Regions from separate parts of the Mus musculus genome. Here region 2 is linked to region 1. Evidence: chromatin contacts called from public HiChIP or PLAC-seq data. All regions are on one chromosome and are shown on one strand. The core of a region is the stretch at or near the end of the contact, and the rest is flanking DNA. Distances in the headings are between cores, read along the strand shown.

What was found. HiChIP or PLAC-seq counts read pairs in DNA pulled down with a chosen protein or histone mark.
Region 2: an H3K4me3 HiChIP or PLAC-seq map of embryonic midbrain shows a contact between it and region 1, with 6 times the contacts expected there. The contact joins two enhancer-like sites. A contact is called at or near these places in 2 of 115 datasets of contacts at active chromatin or transcription factors (differentiating embryonic stem cells and embryonic midbrain) and 1 of 9 other capture datasets (embryonic tail).

What each region holds. Positions count from the first base shown.
Region 1 is chr1:41,389,002-41,392,793 of GRCm38.p6, reverse strand. No RefSeq gene overlaps it. Among named protein-coding and RNA genes, the nearest start is that of Gm39631, 140 kb to the left of the region's middle. Within about 2 kb of position 2,408, at least 108 of the 459 cell types and tissues checked have an H3K27ac peak or open chromatin away from gene starts, as enhancers often do.
Region 2 is chr1:41,811,977-41,815,920 of GRCm38.p6, reverse strand. The region is part of intron 1 of Gm29260 (a long non-coding RNA gene); the gene reads right to left. Among named protein-coding and RNA genes, the nearest start is that of Gm29260, 71 kb to the right of the region's middle. Within about 2 kb of position 1,415, at least 14 of the 459 cell types and tissues checked have an H3K27ac peak or open chromatin away from gene starts, as enhancers often do.

The DNA of each region.
Region 1 (3,792 bases), core at 1,159-3,658:
CTGGGTATCGAGCCCCCTCACACCCTAGGGCCGCTCCTACTACTGATGTCCAACAAGGTCATCCTCTGCCACATATGCAGCCAGAGCCATGGGTCTCCCCATTCCTTCCTTTTTTCCCCTCCTTCCCTTTTCTTCCTTCCTTTTTTCTTTCTTCCTTTTCCTTTCTTCTTTCTTCCTCCTTCCTTCCTTCTTTCCTTCCCTCCTCCATTCTCCATTCTTTATTTCCTCACTCTCTCTCTCCGCGTCCCTTTCCCTCCTCTCCCTTTCCTTTCTCAATACCCACCTCCATTTCTCTCCTTTCTTTCTTTCTCCCTTCCTCCTTTCTTTTCTTTCTTTCCTCATTCCCATTTCTAGCAATCTCAGTCTACATTTTTATTAACATGAGCTCTACAAATTATGTAGCTGGCCCCAGTGACATAGAACAGTACCCACAAAGTCCATTAGTCAGGGTTCTCTAGAGTCACAGAACTTAATGGGTAGTCTCTATAGAGTAAGGGAATTTGTTGATGACTTACAGTCTGTAGTCCAACTCCCCTACAATGCTCAGTAGCAGCTGTTTATGAAAGTCCAAGGATCTAGCAGTAGCTCAGTCCTACAAGGCAAGCAGGCAAAGAAGAGATGGTCTTTCTTCTTCCAATATCCTTATGTAGGTCTCCAGCAGAAAGTGTGGCTCAGATTAACAGTGTGCACCACCATGCCTGGATCTGGGACTTGCTTTGTCCCACATAAACTTGAACTCAGAGATCTCCTTGCCTTAGTCTCCTGCGATTCATAGCCACTATGCCTCAAGATCTCCATGCCAAGGTCCAGGTCAGAAACTTGTATCTCCCAGCCTCAAGGTCTGGATCACAGGTGAGCCTTCCAATTCTGGATTGTGGTTCATTCCAGATATAGACTAGTTGACAACCATAAATAGCCACTACACAAATAATGATCATATTTATTGTTCTACTACTACCAGACCCTTTTTAATGGAGTGAACCTTGTCAGGCAAGATTGACATTCATCACATTCAGTTTACTGCCACTTGGCTCTTGTAATTTCCATGTATCCACAATGTTCCTTCAGTCACAGGTGACTGAAAATGTCTTGGATAGAGTGAAGCCTTCCTCATAAACTCTCCCACCATTCAGCAAGGGAAAGGTAAAATGAGGGAGGGAGGGAGGGAGGAAGGGAGGGAGGGAGGAAGGGAGGGAGGGAGGGACAGAGACAGAGACAGAGAGAGAGACAGAGACAGAGAGGTAAACAGAGAGAAATACAGTCACACACAGAGACAGACAGAGAGACAGAAAGAGACAAACCAAAGGAGAGACAGACAGACAGACAGTGAAAGAGAGAGAGAAGAGGAGGAAGAGGAAGAGGAAGAAGCAGAAAGATAAAATTTTGGATTACATAGCAAACAGACACATGAAAAAGATAAAACCCTCATTTGTGCATGCCTTCTTCTCTATCCTGCCACATGTGGACTGACCTCTTAGCGAGAATCTTTGTTTTGCATCCCAATTTTGACCTGACTCTATGTTCATAAACTTCTCATGTCCTGCCCATTCGGCCCGGTGCGTTGTTGGTGTTCCTAATTCTCACATTCTCAGGCAGGAGCAGAAGCTCCAGTGCGAGGAAGAAACCTGACCATAGCAAAGCTGGATTGTTATAATTAACCTCTAATCCCGCATTGGACAATGCTGACAAACATTTACACAAATGTTCTTAAATTTGCCCGATTTGCTAGCAAATTTCACACCTCGTGAAAATTATGCATAATTTAATAGAAGCATCTTTCCAAAGGGCAAAAAAAAATACTTTTCAGAAAATTCATGTTGTCTTACTCCTTGTCACTTCTTATCTGCAAATTAGAAATCTCACGCAATATCTGTGACTTCCTTCAAATGTTTTAGAACTCGGAAACTCAGTACTTGTAACTTTGGCTGGAAACATGAAAATAAGCCTAGCGTGGAATGCCCTCTTCCTTTATAGAGGGCTGGCAGGGCTTGCTTTTCACTGTGGGAGGAATCCATTCTTTGTAGAATATTCCCACACATGTCTGTGTCTCTTTCTCAGAGTGGTGCCACAAAGGATATGACCCCTTTGCTCCCAGTAACCTTTCATGGTGCTGAATCGCCTGGACGTTGGTGCCAGTCAGCACGATTTGATTTGCTATGGTAAGAATAAGATTATATCTAAAGGCAGAGGATGTCATTTCCAGGTTCAATGAGCACAGATTTAGAACTAGTCCTCCTTTTGACCCTCGGGATTCTCTTGAACTCTTGTACCTTTGACAGTGTTTGTGAATGACTGAATTCATGGAGACTCGAGGTTATTTTAATGACAATGGCCCCACAAGGACAAAGGGAGAAGGCAGGGTCCCTTTCCAGAGTCCACTTCCTTCCTGGCAGCTGGCTGCAGAGTGAATTCCTGAGCATGGTCAAAGGCTGAGAGCTGCTGTGTGTCTGCAAGCCTGCTGCTGCTACTGATCTGTGAACATGACATGCCTGAGAATATCACGTCTCCATGGCAACAGCAAACAAGGAGCTAGATTCCATTAGCGGCAGGGACCCAGTGAGTCAAACAGATAATGTTCTGGGCCTGGCCAACTGCCCACAAAGGCGTATGTGAAAGTTGGTATGAATTAACTTTCGCTCATTAGGACAGCCTGGGTAGAAATTCTCTCTCTTTTTGGTGACTTAAGTCCGTATATTTATGGCATTTCTTAAATAAACACTTAAAGCCCATTAGCCAGTCCATTCCCAGGAAAGCACATTTGGAATTGCTTTATAGTTTTCCAAAATACTCAGGATTTCCACGCTTTATCTGATAGGGCTCCTTTTTTTTTTTCTAGTTTATTTTTAATCTCCTTTCCCTGCAAATTAGTGACAGAAAATGGCAAAGTTGACACTGTGTTTATCATCAGATGTTTTTCCTTGAGACCTCCAGAATAAGGTTAAAACAAGCAGCATTCCTGATTGCAATCAATCAGGGCTGTTAAGATTGTTTTTTAAGGCTAGGACACCTGCCTTATAGGAAAGGGGAAAGTTAAGCCCTTTGATGCTTGCAGCACAATGGAGGGAAATCTGTTCCAGATAGGATCAAAGACTCTCATGTCATACTCATGCAGTTAATAGCTTTTAAATCATATGTGGTACCTATCTCCTAGTATCCTAATTTCAAAAGGTGAATGACTCATCCTCAGAGGAAAACATGGCTGCCTTCTGCACAATGAGTTTCTGGGAGGAGTAAAGATGGAAGGATGGTTAGGTTTGAGATGTGACTCCGAAGTAGAGCACTTTGGCTGTAGGGCTTGTTTGATCTCCAGCACAGAAAGGAAGAGACAAAGGGAGAAAGAAGGAAGGAAAGGAAGGAGGGAGGGAGAGACAGAGGGAGAGAGGAAGAGAGGGAGAGAGACAGAGAGAGAGAAGAGAGAGAGAATTCTAACAGCACACAGGAACTTGACAACCTGTTTTTACTGGAGACCTCAGTTCTTGCCCTTGATCCATGGAAGCTCCTTCTAATTCGGTCTGTATCAACCCCATAAAATTTGGTCGTGTGAGTGACAAGAGGCCATGATGGTTATGGAGATCATTATTGACCTGAGGAGAACTGGAGATATCGAGTTCCAGCTGCAAAAGAAAACCTGATACCGTCTACGGACCACGGGGGCCAGACGTTAATAATTTAGACAAAGGAGTGAATGAGCTCAGCCTGGCAGCTCTCTTCCTCTTCCACAGTGGAGAGTGAGGATATGAAACACGAGTGTTTCCAATAATTATAGACACACATGGTACTGTTCTTCTCCAG
Region 2 (3,944 bases), core at 166-2,665, 420 kb before region 1:
CACTGGTCTCCACTTACTCCAAAAGCTTAAATAAGAAACAAGAAGCAGAGTTGATATTTAGGTATCCAGTTCCTGTTTGACCCTTCCTCAGGTTTTTAAGGTCTTAAAGCCACTTTCTATAATAGAAATGATTTTATTCCTATTTGTAAATAAAATAAACACCATAGATCTTTCATGAATAACCCAGGGCCTCACAGAGTTATTATAGGGTCTCTGCAGTCTAGATAGAGGGCACAGAGTTCTGGCAGGGCCATGGGAAGATGGTTATGAAGATCAGGGGCTGAGGAGAACTTAGGAAGGTAAGGAAGAGGGAAGAGATGTGTATTTTATACCTGTGTATCTGAGTTGTCTTTCAAGCTTCCATTAGTCATGGAGCTTCACTTTTCAGAAATGGGAACACACACACGCAAACACACACACACACACACACACACACACACACACACACACACACACGGCGAGATATCAAGGGGAAAATTCTATAGATTACTCTTTTTCCTAACTCACGGGCGTTTTCATCACTTCCTTCTGCTCCCTACTTGATGAGCCTCTGCCCTTCTCACAAAGCCCAATGGAAAGAATTGAGCAAATGATTCTTATTGGTTATACAGAAATCCATTCCACTCTGTAGCTCCCAACACCACGAGCTGTGGGTTGATTTTAGCAGGGACACAGTTGGGTTACATGCTCCATGAGGTAGCCAAGGAAGATGCTTTCCATGAGACAAATAGTAAGAAGTGAGGATAGATGAAATTACCAGAGTCGGGCTCAAGAGGGAATTTAAATACAATTTTTTTTAAAGGTTTGAATATGTAACCCAGTAGTTTTGGACTAACCTTAACATTTTACATTTTAAACTTGCAAACTAGCAATAACTTTTCCACAATTGAGGGATGGAGAGAAGGAAATGAAGGAAGGAGGGAGTAAGAGAAAGAAGGACAGAAGGAGAAAAGAAGGGAAAGGAAAGAAAAAAACATTGAAATGACTATGGAGAGAGATGTGGAGAGAAGTAAGTCCCCCCCCCCCCCCAATTTGTTCCTTCTAACTACTGAGGGGAAAGCATGAATACTAATCATCCCCTCTGTCAAATAATTACAACATTCATCAGTCCCTCTGCTTGTAGTTTGTCTGGGACTCTAAGGTAGCCAAACTTCTTTCTAAAAGTCTGGCATGGAGGATCTTTATAAATCTCACTTGCCTGCTTGTCCTTCACCACATTTATTGCAATAAGCACACACTGAAAAGCGTGGTGGCTCATTGCTGATTTGCCCATTCAGTAATTCTTAGAGCTGTCATGGCCTTTGAGCCAGCTGTCCCCTCCCAGCTTGAGAATGGGGGCCTCTGGAGGAAGCAGGGAGGGAGACTGGCTTATTAGACAGAAATTGACAGTCATAGAATGAAGGGCATGAGGGACCCCTCAGAAACTCATGTGGACCATTGTGGAAGGATTAGCAAGGGAGAACACACTTCAGGAGGCCGGTGGTATACCTCCCCAAAGAATACAAATGGGCAGGGAGTGGGAGGTGGGCGGAGAGAAGCCTATCCTTTCAGTTATAGGTTTTATCAGGTCTAATTTGGCATTCGGCATCTTTCCTCAATTTTTTGTGTGTCCATCTCCTGGCAATTCTTTAATATTTATGCCATTCAGGGCATTCTGCACGCTCTGAGGAGCTGGCATGGGCAGTGTTCAATCTGCAGTCTTCTGTATGCATTCAGATTGCGAGCTGTTCCCTAATTGGTTTTCATCCGAGTAATCCCATGGAGAATAAGGTTACATACTGAAAAGGGCCGAGGTGAGCCTGGGTAAAAGGGGACTGCGAACTCCATTCCTGGCCTTATTAGAATGCTCTGAGCATGCGCCTTAGGGAGAAAAAAGATGTCCAGATTTCCGAGGTCCTCCTGAGTCAAGAAGAAAGAACACCCAATAATCCAGAAAGAAAAATAATTCAGGGTCAACTCCCACCCATATTTCTGTATGGTGCAATAGTTGGGAAAATACAGAAAGAATATTTGGTTGAACTAGTAGTACTCATGATCAAAGTCAATTGGAAATACAATTAAATTGAAAAAACTGACCACTTGCAGAAATCTAGATATTTGGACGAAAAACTTTTTTCATTAGCTTACAGAATTATTATCAGTGTTTAAAAATAAAGGCAGCTGAAATTCCTGTTTTATTATTTTTCTAATCATTGTTTGCTTGGGAATTTTGACTCACTGTTAGCACCTACTGAGCACGGCTATAGGGTACAGAGTTCAAATATTCTCTGTGCACAGAGTCCTGTTGCACTGTACGTTGTACTCAATCCTGTTCAAAGGTGATGACAATGAGATATGATTTTAAACCTCTGGAACATTTGATGTAAGTTCGCCTGCATGAAAAAAAATCCAATGATTCAGTATGCATAAATATTCTCTAACTGTCCATCCCTCCATCTTCACTCGCTATAAGCTGCTGTGTCCTCTGTTTTAACTTCCCTAGGTTACAGATATCAGAGTGCATGAGCAGACTGGATGTTCTGGAACTTTCTGCCACAAAATAAGAGAGCTTTGCTTGGTCATCTTGCTAGGCTTTTCAGTAATTAACAATACAGAGTCCCAAGTCAGTCTGGGAACGCAAGTCTGGAAGTAGACTCTCCAAAATAAACAAAAACAGCAAAATCTATCAATCAATCAATAAATAAATAAAAGAAAGAGAGAGAGGAAGGAAGGAAGGAAGGAAGGAAGGAAGGAAGGAAGGAAGGAAGGAAGGAAGGAAGGACAGGGATTTAACTATCCTCCCTCTTGGGAAATATGCCTTACTAAAAAAAAAATTCCAACTGCATAAAACAACACAAAAACCGATATAAATAATTACAGCAACAATATGCTTTGCCAGAAAAATTAAAAGCGCTGTATTTTTAGAATTAAGAGAGCATTAAAACAATAGTTTCAAAACTCAGCCTAAGAGCACAAAGTGAACACCCACACACCCACCCACACACACATACTCACACACACACACACTCACACACACACACTCACACACACACACTCACACACACACACTCACACACACACACTCTCTCTCACACACACACACACACACACTCACACACACACACACACACACACACACACAGCAGTAGCCAAGGACAAGACCTCGCCGTCTCACACTGAATGATTGCCTTCACCTGCTTTTATGTCCCGTCACTTATTTTATGAAGGCTTAACTAGAAGACCTCTCCCTATTCAAGAAGAAAGAATATTTTTCTACCAAGGATCTTACAAGCTCAAAGGCCATTTAACTTAGCTTAGCCATCTGGTTTATTTTGCATTAAAGGAACTTCTCATTTAATTTACCAGTCTATAATAGGTAACTTTTTCAATATGGAGCTAAAGGTCACTATTATATGTAAGGAAAATTAAGCCGACGTTCTCAGTTGCCTTACAGTTCTCTTAGTTCAACTATGCCAATAAATGAACATGTACAACAAGCCGAAGGGCTTTTTATTACAAATTTAATTCATTTCTCTAGACAACTGTGAAATTTGCCATTGACATCAGTCATTACCCCAAGGCGAACTAAAAGATGATCTCAGTTAATAAATGGTCCTTAACAAGGAACGCTCCCATCTCCTGTGATATTGGCACAGGCACATTTTATTAATGCAGGGCTTGCTTCCTGCCAGAACACCAGCATTCACGACTATTTGGTGTGCATGTTTCCTCTTCCTGCTCCTGATATTAATAATTATACAACAGGATAATTAGCAACACAAAGAGACAGTACTATGAGCTTGAAGCTAGATTTTCAGCGCGTTAACCTTCTGGGAAATAAAGAACAGAAGCATAGAGTCGAGCCAAATAACCAATGCAGGTTGATTTCACAGTGTGTAAAAGGCTAATTATCTGTGAAAAGTCTGACCTCAAGTAACAGAATTACAGAAATGTTCATGCATTTT